Regions from separate parts of the Arachis hypogaea genome. Here region 1 is linked to region 2. Evidence: chromatin contacts called from public Hi-C data. All regions are on one chromosome and are shown on one strand. The core of a region is the stretch at or near the end of the contact, and the rest is flanking DNA. Distances in the headings are between cores, read along the strand shown. Region 1 holds the start of LOC140181258. Region 2 has its middle 18 kb from the start of LOC112771165.

Region 1 (6,568 bases), core at 2,296-4,795, 59 kb before region 2:
CTAATTTTATTGGAAATAAAATATTCTTTTAAGTCTTTTTTAGGTTTAGTAAAAAAATTTTTAAAAAAATAAATAAATAATATTAATATTTTAATTAATTAATTTTTTTATTTTTTTTATATTACTCTATTTATGTGATTAAAATATAAACTATTTTAATAAACTGATTTTTCAAATAATTGATTTTTCAATGTTTAAAACTTAGTTTATGAAAAATCAATTTCATATAAAAATAAACTTTAATTTATGAACTAACTTTTTATACTTTAAACAAATAAGTTTAGTCTTTTTGTCTATCTATTATAAAATTAGTTTAAGTTTATAACAAATTTATATTAAAATAATTAATTTTAAAATTTCAAATCGTGAAACCGATTTTGGTTTAGTTAATCGATTTACAAATTAATTTTTATCAATTTGATTAATTATTTTTTAAAACTAGTTATAGCTTATAAACTATTTTAAATTTGGTTAAGATTTTTTTTATAGCAAAATAAATTATAATAAATAAATTTTATTTTAAAAATTATTTTTAAATAAAAAATTATTAAAAAATATAAATTTAAATTATTTTTTATATTATTTTATTATTTTATTTTAAATATATACATAAAAATATTAATTTTGTATTTTTTTTTAATGTATTTTTTATTATATTTTTTCAGTATTCTCAATGCTCTTATTTTTTAATATGTTTTAGACTATTTTTTATTAATTATAATTTTATTATTATTTATAATTAATTTTTTATTTAATTTATTTTTTATTAGAATCAATAATATATATTATAAAAAATATAACAATAAACCGTAAAAAAAATTATAATTACAAATTTTATAATAAAAATAAATTATATCTTTTTAGTATTCTTAATATTTTTTATTTTATTTTATTTTTTATTATAATTTTATTATTATTTTATGATTAATTTTTTATTTTTATCTTTTTTTTTTTTATTTATAACACTTGAAGGTGAGAACAAAGACTAGATCTATATAGTAAGAGATCCGTCTAAGAAATAATGATGGAGTTCACGTGGGTTTCTATTGAAAGGGTTGACAATTGACACCGTTAGTGTGTTTGATGGTGACAATCACGTGATTCAGTCATGATGTTATACTATATTATTACTGAAAATATTATTGTGTTTTTCAATTCAAGAAGAACGTGAGAGTATTACTAACAATATTATTATACTACTATATTTTTCAAAGAAATAAACGTGAGAGTACCAATGTAACACTAATCTGTCTTAGAGCCGCACACATGTTCCTCTCACAGTATGTCATTGATAGAACTGTGTTTTTCAATTCAAGAAGAGTAAGAGTACCAATATAATACTAATTTATCGAGAGAATCGAGGAGCTTGTGAGAATTCCAAACATAACATTAATCTATATCAAAAACTAAAAAACAATCGGTCCCAAAAATCGTTCAAGTGTGCTTCTCATGATATACTTTAAATTCTTTTGACTCTACCTGATAATCATGTGTCTCTCCCAAAATATATTTTAGACTCTTAACCTTTCATGCAAGTGCTCACACATATCTCCAACAATTTTTTCTTTTATTATTTTTTATAATATGTGAATAAATTTTTTATTTATATTTATTTTCATTTGATTATATTATTTACAACTCTACTAATTTAATATAAAATTTTTATTTTTTAAAATAAAAATTAATAAAATAATAAAATAAATGAGTAATTATTATTCAATTTATAATTTTTATTTAATTTATAAATAATTAAATATTCACTTTCTAGCTTTATCAATCTTTTCATTTTAAAAGAATTTTTTTTATATTACTCTACTCATGTAATTAAAATATTTAGTATTTTGACTAATTTTAATTAATATGAGAATTTAATTTTAATGTATTAATAATATAAAATATTTTATATAGCTATTTAATTATATTTATTTTTTTATATAATTATTTATGTGATTAATATTAAAAATAATTATTTTTTAATATGATATTATATAATTACATAGATATACAAAATTATTTTATACGAATCATTGTATTAAAATTAAATTAGATTTAATTATTTTATTGGTCTTTATAGTTTCACCAAATTTTTATTTAGGTTCCTGTACTTTTTTTCGTTTCAGTTGGGTCTCTACACTACTTTTAATTTTATAATTACGTCCTTTTCATGTTAAAAATGTTAAAATTAACATAATATTTTTACCAAAATATATTCGGTCAAAGATTTAATTAAGTTTTTAATTATAAAATACCTTTAATTTGCAAAAAAATATTCCGTTAACTCTAATATTTTTTACACTAAGAAGGACTTAATTACAAAATTAAAAAAAAATACAAAGACCTAATTAAAAATTTGATAAAATTATATACATAATAATTAAATAATTAAATTATTGATATAATATTTATTTATTTGTTAAGGTCATAAAAATTCTATACTCTGTGGACCGTAGGTAATTTAGTCATTTTTTAAAGTAATTTTAATGATTTTTTTTTAAAGTTAGGAATAAAATTTGAATCCATTACCTTTAAACGAGTATAAGGATACTATATAATAATCTTATATAACTGTTAGTTTTAATTTAATTTATATTTTTAATAATATTTATAATTGTTTGAATCTTAAGTTTTAATTTTATATGCTAAATTTAAATATTATAAAAATAAAACAAAATTCACAAAAATGAATTAAGATATAAATTTTTACTAATCATAAATAATAACAAAATAATTTATATATAATAAAATAGGATAATACAAAATTCTGCTCCTATTCATTCTGTTATTATGACTATTTTTAAGTGTTGCTGTAAATAAAAGCAATTACTTTGGATTTAAAAAGATAAAAAATTGAAGTGAAGAAAAGTTAAACAATTAATATTGTTAGTGTGTTTGACGGTATTAGTTAATATATATGCTGAAAATAATATTTTCAAATGTAAAAGATTTGTTAGTATATTTTGTTTGTTTGTTAGATTGTTCAGCTGACTAGTTTGTTAGGGCTAGCTAATATATAGTTTGTTATTCCTTTTTGTTTTCATACTTTTTGCACAGCTATATAAACCATATAGCATAGTGTGAAGTTCTTATGATGTATTATTCAATTGGAATCAGAAACTTCATCATCACAACACTCCTTTTTCTCTCTTTCTCAGTTTCTTCTCAATCATTCTTTTCTTCCTCATTCTGCTGCAGCCATTTCACTAGCTGCTAGTAACTCTTTTTTACTTTCTCCATTTATTGTAAATTTGCTACTTAAGATTGATACCATTTTACATGGTATCAGAGCTAGGTTACATCAATGGCGAGAAGCGAAGAAAACAGCTCAAATGCCAATATTCAAGTAGATTCCGCTGCAGTTTTCGAACGATTCACAGCGTTTATGCGCCAGTTCTCGCAATTTCAAGTTCAGCTCAACAAATCAAACTCTTCTTCTACAATCTCTGACCCCATCAGCACGTATTATCTGCATCCAAGTGAAAGCTCAGGTACGGCTTTGATTCCGCTTCAACTTACTTCTCAAAACTACTACCAATAGTCACATGATATGTGGAGAGCACTCAGATCGAAGAACAATGTGAAGTTCTTGGATAGTTCAATTCCAAAACCAGTTGAGAATCAACCTTTGTTTGAAGTTTGGGATCGCTGCAATAACATCTTGCTTTCATGGCTCAACCTCTCGCTCTCCCCAGAAATTGCTAAGAGTGTGATGTGGATTAGCAATGCTTCAGATCTGTGGAAGGACTTAAAGAATCGTTACTCACATGGAGATGTCTTCAGAGTTGGAGAATTGAAAGAGGAATTCTACACTATCAGGCAAGGTGATTTAACTGTTACTTCCTACTTTGCCAAATTGAAATCTGTTTGGGAAGAATTAGAGAACCTTCGTACAATCCCTAGCTGTATAGCTTGTGTTAATGGCTGCAACTGTGGATTAAAAATTATTAGGGATTATGCTTCTGAGAAATACGTTGTGAAATTTCTTAGAGGTCTGAATGAGCAATATTCTACTGTGAAATCTTAGATTATGTTACTAAAACCTTTGCCTGATATCAATGCTGTTTTGGCAATGCTAACTCAACAAGAGAGGAAACTAAGTTCAGATTTCTTGGATACAAAGATAATCACAAATTCTATGGAAGTACAACATCAACAAAGAGGTAGTTATTCCTCGAGAGGCAGAGGAAGAGGTCAAAGTGGTGGCAAGGGAAATACTTCTCAGAAGACTTTTGGTAAAGGATACACTTCCAAATTATGCACTTACTGGAACAAATTGGGCATTTGGTTGAGAATTGCTACAAGAAAAATGGTTTTCCTGCACAGTGGAAGCAGAAAAGTGCAAATCACATCAGCACTGAAGGTGAAATTGAAGATTCAGGTGCTGGTGGTGACATTACTGATTCTGGTCAAGAAGAAGGTGGTAATGAAACTGCTCTTGTTTTGACTCCAAACCAGAAGGAAACTTTAATTGCACTTCTCCAGCAACCACCCATGACAGCTTCAAGTAGTGTGAATCATATCACTTCCTCAGCCACCTTAACTCAACCAAAAGGTAGACATATTTTGACTGCATATTTTACTAAAACCTCTTGGATACTAGACAGTGGTGCTACTGATCATGCCTGTTATCTTCAAAAAAATTTTAAAACTTTTTATCATATAAAGCCTGTTTTGGTTAATCTACCTGATGGATCTAAGACCTCTACGAATATTTGTGGAACTGTGCAATTGTCAACTTTTTTAATCCTTACCAATGTTTTATTCATACCTAACTTTAAATATAATTTAATTTCTGTTTCCAAGCTTACTAAATCATTACATTGTGAATTTAAATTCACTGATTCTTACTGTGAGATACAGGCACTTCCTTCATTGAAAATGATTGGACAAGCTGAGATGCAAGGAGACTTATATGTGATGAATGTTGAACCTATGAAACTGCCTTCATTAGATTTTAGGATACAATCTATAGCTCTTAGTGTGCAGCAAGACCTAGGAACTCTTTGGCATGCTAGACTAGGTCATTTACCTTACAGCAGAATGATTACTATGCAAAAAAGCTTTCCTTTTATTGATTGCATTACTTCTTCACATGTTTGTGATTCTTGTCAATATGCTAGACAGAGAAAATTACCTTTCACAACAAGCAATACAAATTCTGAAAATGCTTTTGATTTATTGCATATTGATATTTGGGGACCTCTTTCTCTTCAATCAACTTCAGGTCATAAATATTTTCTAACTATAGTTGAGGACAAAACTCAGTTCACATGGATTTATTGCATGAAATTGAAATCTGAAACTAGAAAATTGGTTCAAGACTTTGTCCAACTTGTGCAAACACAATTCAGCAAAAGAATTAAGCGAATTCGAATTGATAATGGTATGGAATTCAAAATGGACTCATTTTATAGTTCAAAAGGCATAGAACATCAAACTTCTTGTGTTGAAACCCCACAACAAAATGGTGTTGTGGAGAAAAAGCATCAACACCTACTGACAGTTGCAAGAGCATTATTATTTCATTTAAATGTTCCCAAATGTTTTTGGCATTATGCTGTGCAACATTCAGTTCATTTAGTTAATAGGTTACCTAGTACCTTTTTGAACAATACAACTCCATATGAGGCTTTATTTCATTCAAAACTTGATCTAAATGAGCTTAAAATTTTGTGTTGTCTTGTGTTTGCTTCAATACTTACAGCTGGTAGAACAAAACTAGATCCTAGAGCTCGAAAGTGTATTTTTTTAGGATCCAAGTCAGGAACCAAAGGTTCTATTTTATTTGATTTAAAGACAAAAGAAATTTTTATCTCACGAAATACAGAATTTTTTGAACATCATTTTCCTTTTAGATCTGTTCAAACAACAATTGGGACTCATGCAAAATCAAATTCTCACCCACAACACTCTTTTAATCCAACAGATTTTGATCCTTTTCCTGAATTACAATTGCCTTCTGCATCACATTATGAAGATATTATTCATACATCATCACATCCTAGAATTACTTCTGATGTCTCTAATAACAATAGCTCTCTTTCATCTTTGAATAATGACATTAGTAAGAATTCTACATCATCTGCATCTGCATCATCCATTCATGAAAATAGTGATAATGCTACTATTCTTATGCCTCATGTTGATCATATTCAATCTGAACCAACTCAGCCTGCCCTGAGAAGGTCTGAGAGGGATAGAAAACTACCCTCATACCTTAAGGACTTTCATTGTTTCAGTATGGCATCACATGAGGATCCCATCAATGCTGTTCGTTCTTCTTCAAACTGTAAGTACCCTTTATCACACCATTTGTCATATGAATCTTTCTCTCCAAAACACCTAGCCTTCACTTTTGCACTTATAAATAACCCTGACCCGAAGCACTACTCTGAGGCTGTTATGCATGATTGCTGGAGAAAGGCTATTGATGCAGAACTTGCTGCTCTTGAGCAAAACAAGACCTGGATCATCACTTCTCTTCCTCATGGCAAGAATGCAATAGGTTGTAAATGGGTTTTTCGCACGAAATTCAACCCAGATGGGACAATTGAAAGACATAAGGCTCGGT
Region 2 (6,481 bases), core at 63-2,562:
TCATGAGAATGTAATACATTATTTGATTATTATATATTTCTCCTTTTCTGTATATTATCAATTATGATTTCTTAAAAAATCTTGAAGAACAGAAAAAAAGATAATTTTAATTAAAAATTAAAAGATTATATATTTCTAATATGCTTGTGCAAATCTATTTATACACTTTCACTAGATACTAACAACTTAGGTACTAGCATAAATTTAACTAATCTTGTCATATAAATGAAAGCTAATTATAGATAATTAACACATACTAACATATATTCACCATTTTTTTATATCCTTTGGTTCTATCACCGTTTTAAATTTTTTATTTTTAATTTTTTTTGTCTTTTCTATGATTTGGTGTGCGTATTATGTAATAATATATTTATTTTTGATACTTTCAAATCTTTTATATGATCAATAATGATGTACATTTTTTATTGAACAATCAATATATGTTGTCAAACTTAGTTAATTTATAAATTAAAGAATTTATAATTTTATAATATGAAAGATGTTATTTATCTTTTGAATTTCAATTTTTAATCAATTTTTTAAGAATTTATTATTATTTAATTAATTTGAATATTTATTTTTATAATAATAATTATGTAAAAAATTAGAAAAATTATTTATTTTTTATTTTTTTCTCTTCTAAAAATTGATCAAAGACTAAAATTTAAAGATACCTAATTGCACTATTATTATATTAGATGATGATTTAATATGATTGTTGTTGTTATTATTATAAGAATAAATTTTTATTAATATTTACTTAAATTAAAAGCTGTAAAGTAAGATATTTTGAAGAGTGGTAAAATTTTTATTTTAATTTTGGCGTTTTTGAAGGGTAATGAATACACTTTTTCCAAGTATTAAGTTTGAAGGAAGAAGTCCCTATGCATTTATATTTTGAAGTGTATACACACGCACCAACGCAAATAAGTTCTCTCAATTTTTTAAATACTTAAGAGAATAAATTGTAATTTTTTATTATTAATTTTATAAATAAAATAAAAGATAAATATAAAAAAATAAAAATTAAATTAAATCATTAATTTAATTTTCACCAAAAATTCGTTCCCTACACGAACCACCTTAATTTCACTAACTCAGTATGTACCATCATCTAGAGTCAAACAAAATCCTAAAGATTTTCTCGAACAAACAAATCAAAGTCTTCTTTTTCAATAAATCCAACATTGATGTTTATCCATTTTGAACTTTGATTACTATTTCGTGCTTTGATTGTGTTCTTCCCCGCCCGAATACCCATAACCATAAGCTTGTATGTTGTATCTCAATTTTATTAGCGCATGAATAATGTGATCACTTCCCTATTCACGTGCTTTCATATGGTACAATTAATATATTATATAGACACACTACTATATACTTTCTTTTTTAAACAAAAAAGATTACATAATAAGGATATGGTCCAATTAATTAAACGGATCCACACGTGGCGTTCGCGCAGCATTTTTATTTTTTTTTGTTCCTAACACTGTTGAGTCGGTTACCAGCTAGCCATACAATAATGTATGTATGCACTTTTTGTATCTTTTATTCTTTTTTTGTGACGATGTAACGCTTTTGGTCTTATTCCTCAAGGCCCTTCAAAATTGTTGAATCAAGTAATAAAGCTGTAAAGGGTAAAATTGTGTAATTATATTATCTGAAAGTAATAATTATGTTCAGTTATCTTTGCATTCTTCTTAGTAACACAAGAATTACATTATTAAGGCTTCGTTTGTTTTTTAAATAAAATAAGATAAGATACTAAAAATAAAATATAAAAAATTTAATTTATTTTTTTATTCAATAAATTTAAAAATATATATAATAATAAAAAATATAATTATAAAAAATTAACAAAAATAATAAAATAAAAAATAAATTATATTTTTTATTAATATTTTTATATTTTTTTATTAAGATAGACACAAAATATAATAATTTAATATTTTTAAATACAATATCTTTCGTCTTTATAAACCAACCTAATAATTTGTGAATTTAAGCCACAAAAAAATGGTTTAATAAGAATGACATTATGGATCATATATGTGTAAGGTTTTATTAAAATCTAACCTGGATGGATGTAATAAAGAAAATCACCAAACACTAATTATATTATTTTCAAAAAATTCTACTAAGGTTTCGTTTAGATAAACAGTTTAATTAAATTTCTTTTGATAAAATAGTTTAAATAATAAATGACTATATTAAAAGTAGCTTATAAATAAATTATTTTGTGTTTAAATTTTTTATTTCTAAAAGTATTTATTTTATAAAAATATTATAAAAAATAATAATATTATAAAAGAAATTATTGTTTTAACTTTTTTATAAATTTTTAAATAATTTTTTAAAAACTATAATTTAATTTTAAAAATTATACTAAATATTAATACTACTATTTTTTATAAGTTATAAATTTAAAAAAATTACTCTCAAAATTTTCCAAATGAACCTTAAGTTAAAAATTTTAGATTGGATTGAAAGATGTGAAATAGTAGAATAAGTTAAAAGAATGTTATTGTTGGAGATGAGTAGGATAAGTATGACACGTGTTATGTTAATATTGGAGATTGGACAGGCGACGGTATTCCCAAAACATCACGTGGGAAAAATTAAAAGAGGGGCAACAAGAAATTTATATTTGTGTTCCCATTTCGGAGTGTGATGAGTCTGAAACTCTGAATTAGTCAAACGTAATAGAGACGTGGACTACTAAATACTGCACGCTGGTCAAACTACAGTGTTGCTATCAACAAAAATATACATATAATGGCTTAATCACAAAGATTTTCAAACTCTAAAGAATATTCTTATGGTACAAGAAAGAATGTAAACAAAAATAGTAACATTTAGTATACGGACATGCAAAATTTTTGGTACTATATATTCAGACAACCCTCTCATTTAATTATTTGAGAAAAAGACAAATAGGTCCCTAATCTTTTGTCACGCAGATATTTTCGTCTCTTACCATTGAAAAATACTTCTAAGTCTCTGACCTTCACAAAATTTGGACGAATCAGTCCCTCCGTCCAAATGCCTCCGTCAGGGACTGATCCGTCCAAATTTTGTGAAGGTCAGAGACTTAAAAGTATTTTTTAATAGTCAGAGACAAAAATGTCCGCAGAACAAAAGGTCAGGATCTATTTATCCTTTTCTCTAATTATTTTCTTCTTTTTAAATGCATATTTTTTTATAAGATATAATTTTATTAATTTTTTGTAGTTTTAATTTTTTATTATGTATTATTTTAAAGAATTTATTTAACTTATGTCATAAGAATACATGTTAAGATGATAAATTAATTTTTTTAAATACAAAAAAAAATTAATTTTTCAATGTATTTATTTTTTATTTATTAAATAAAAATATTTAAAATATTCTATTAATAGTAGTCTTATTATGTGTCCTTAGAGTATATGTTAGTTAAATTTTATTTTAAATTCATTAAATGCTATACAAAGATATATTTTAATTTTAGTTATGTCCCAAAATTATTCAATTATTAAATTTTTAAAATAATAAATAATATTTACATTCTTATTTAAAAATAAAAGGACTAAAAAATTATAATATACTCAATAAATCTAATATTTTATCATTGTGTATTTAAAAAATTTATTACATAGAGATATGATATCAATTTTTTTTAGGTTAACCTTTTATGCGAGCATGTGTATGTGTATTGAATAATAGAGTTATTAATGGGTTCACACTACAAAAAAGGTAATATTATATGTCTATTTAATATAATTACAATTTTATAAATAAAAATAGTACAATATAGTATATACGTAATAGATATTATAATATTTTAGAAAAAAATTTATTGTAATTTATTTTTAACGAGAGCATACAAAAAATTGTTTAATGTGAATTTTTTCAAGCTGTGAGCTTATTGCCTTATTCACCAAGTCAAAAGGTGTATAAAGGAAACTTGACTTTTGACGTTTTCAGCTTCAATTCATTCGTTCCCCGCATTCTCATTATTTTTTTTAAAGTATTGTTTGGTTACCAGATGAAAAACAAAAAAAAATGAAAAAAATAATAATTAAAAGAAAAGTGAATTTTTGTGTGTTGTTTGGATGAAAAAATAAATAAATAATAATAAAAAAATTATTTAAATAAAAAAATTATTTAAATAAAAAAATTTATATCAAAATAAAATTATATTTATATTTTTATTTATATTATATATAAATTATAATTTATATTAAATAAAGGACAAATTCGTAATTGAACAATTATTTACTTTTTCTTCGGCTGTTTTCATCTCATTGAGGAAGAGAAAACCTTTGGATGGATCTCATATTACATTTTTTTCTCCTCTTAATTTTTTTTGGGTCATCTAAACAATGAAAATTTTTATTTTTCATCCATTTTCCTTTTTTCTATTTCCTTTGAATCAAATACCGTGTAAAAAAAATTAATTATTAAGCTAAAGCATATAAATAGAGGTCATTAGGGCAATCGGCCATGACTTTCCAAATTTTTTATAAAAATATTAATAGTAGTTTTTCAAATAATAAAGAGTAGTTGAGTTGGCTCAAATACTTTACTATAATTTAGAGTATTTAAGTTTAATTTCTATCTTATATTTTTATTGCATAATAATTTTTAGTTTTAGAATGGACCTTTGTTGGCTTCACAACACATCAAAATTAAAAGATAAAATCAAATTATATCAAAAAAGTTATCTAATAAAAAGAGATAACAATAAAAAAAATTATCTAACAAAATAAAAATTAAAAATTATTATTATAAAAACACTATAAAGACACGCTCCTTGCTGCTTGTTACTTTGCTTCTCATTATAAAAAGCATGCTTTGCTAAAAAATTAGGTATTTTTTATTTATTTAATTTAATATTATTTTATATATTATTATTTATTTTATTTAATTTTTTATATGATAAAAATATTAGAATATTCAATAAGTATTGATATTAATGTATTTATATAAATTGATAAAAAAAATTAATAAATATTATAAATTTTAATATTTATCCTTCTAATTTTTTTTATATATTTTACAGGATATATATTCAATTTTTTATATAAAATAATGATGAAAAATCAAAGAATTGATACATTTTTAAGAGGAAGGCTAATATTCAATAAGGAGAACATATAACTTCTACAATATCAATGCCTGTAAATAGTTCTTCTACTTTAATGAATCACAAAAAAAGTGAGATACAACTTTCAAAAATTCAAAGAGTTGCATCTAATGAGTTTGACCTTAATTATTTGGAATGAGACCCTGGGAAACGGCTTCAAATTTGGCAATATCACCCAAACCAGAGAGATGAGATTAGACAAGCTTATCTTAAATGGGGTTCATATCAAAAGCATCTTGACAATTATCTAGGGTTGGCAATTCATACCCTACCCGTGGGTACCCAATCTGGTCCAACCCGTTCAAGTAGGGTAGGCTACCCGACCCGCTGCGGGTAGGGTAGGGTACGGTACGGGTATGCCTGCGGGTAGGGTAGAGTAGGGTACGGTAGGGTAGGGTACAGGTTTAGGGTGTACCCTACCCTACCCTACCCTACCCGCACCTCATATATAACACATATTTTATAAAAATTAGGTATATAGTGAAGGAAGTGAAAATTGAATCCACAACCTCCCTTATGTAATGATTTATAATAAGTGAACAACCACTAAAACTAGTTAATTAATTTAGTAATTTAGAGCATTAGTTTTTATTTTTTATGTTATTAATATGTATAAAATTCAAAATGATTGAATTTTATATTTACTTTAAAAAAATTTGATATTTCTGCGGGTAGGGTAGGGTAGGATAGGGTTTAAAATTTTAGGGTACAGGTAGGGTTAGGATTGAGAGATACTCAACCTGCGAGTAGAATAGGATAGAGTTTTAATAAAATTTTCAACCGGTGGGTAGGGTTATTCTACCCTATCCATTACCAACCCTACAATTATCCTCTATCTTGTAGAATTATTTATTTATTATTTTATTAGTAACAAATTTAAAGAATAATTATATTTATAAATTTTATTTTAATATAAATATTATTATTAAATTTTTATGTTAAATTTTTGCCCTCAAAATTTTATTTCAAATTCCGTCACCGCATATAATTTCCTATTAGTAACCAAGTGATAACTGTCACTCTCTTTTTGTAATAGTAATACTTTGTGTTTACAAATTAAATTGAATAAATAATTAAATTAATATTTAAAAATTTATGCAATTTTTAAGTTTGATTTGTTTTTATAATTTTTTTAATTAAATTCATTCTTAAAAGATTTAAATTTAGTCACGTTAATTTTTTTATCACTTGGTTTACTATCATCGTTAACAAAAAATATTACTATCATCGTTAACAAAAAATATTCCGACTCATTAAATGACATGTCAATATTGAAACAAGGCAATTTTTTTTAAATAAGGGACTGTGAATGAAATGACGTCATTTTGATCTCTTACTCTCACTTGAATTAAT

Evidence for each region. A called contact is a pair of places that touch in the nucleus more often than the background predicts.
Region 1: a Hi-C map of leaf shows a contact between it and region 2, with 1.5 times the contacts expected there. The contact joins the promoter of LOC140181258 here to the enhancer-like site in region 2. A contact is called at or near these places in 3 of 8 Hi-C or Micro-C datasets (all in leaf).

Annotation. Positions count from the first base shown.
Region 1 is chr18:16,264,000-16,270,567 of arahy.Tifrunner.gnm2.J5K5, reverse strand. LOC140181258 reads left to right here and starts at 3,545. Exons shown (of 1, transcript XM_072224785.1): 1 at 3,545-4,021. The coding sequence starts at 3,545. The coding sequence ends at 4,021.
Region 2 is chr18:16,203,057-16,209,537 of arahy.Tifrunner.gnm2.J5K5, reverse strand. No RefSeq gene overlaps it. Among protein-coding and RNA genes, the nearest start is that of LOC112771165, 18 kb to the right of the region's middle. Within about 2 kb of position 1,312, at least 2 of the 3 cell types and tissues checked have open chromatin away from gene starts, as enhancers often do.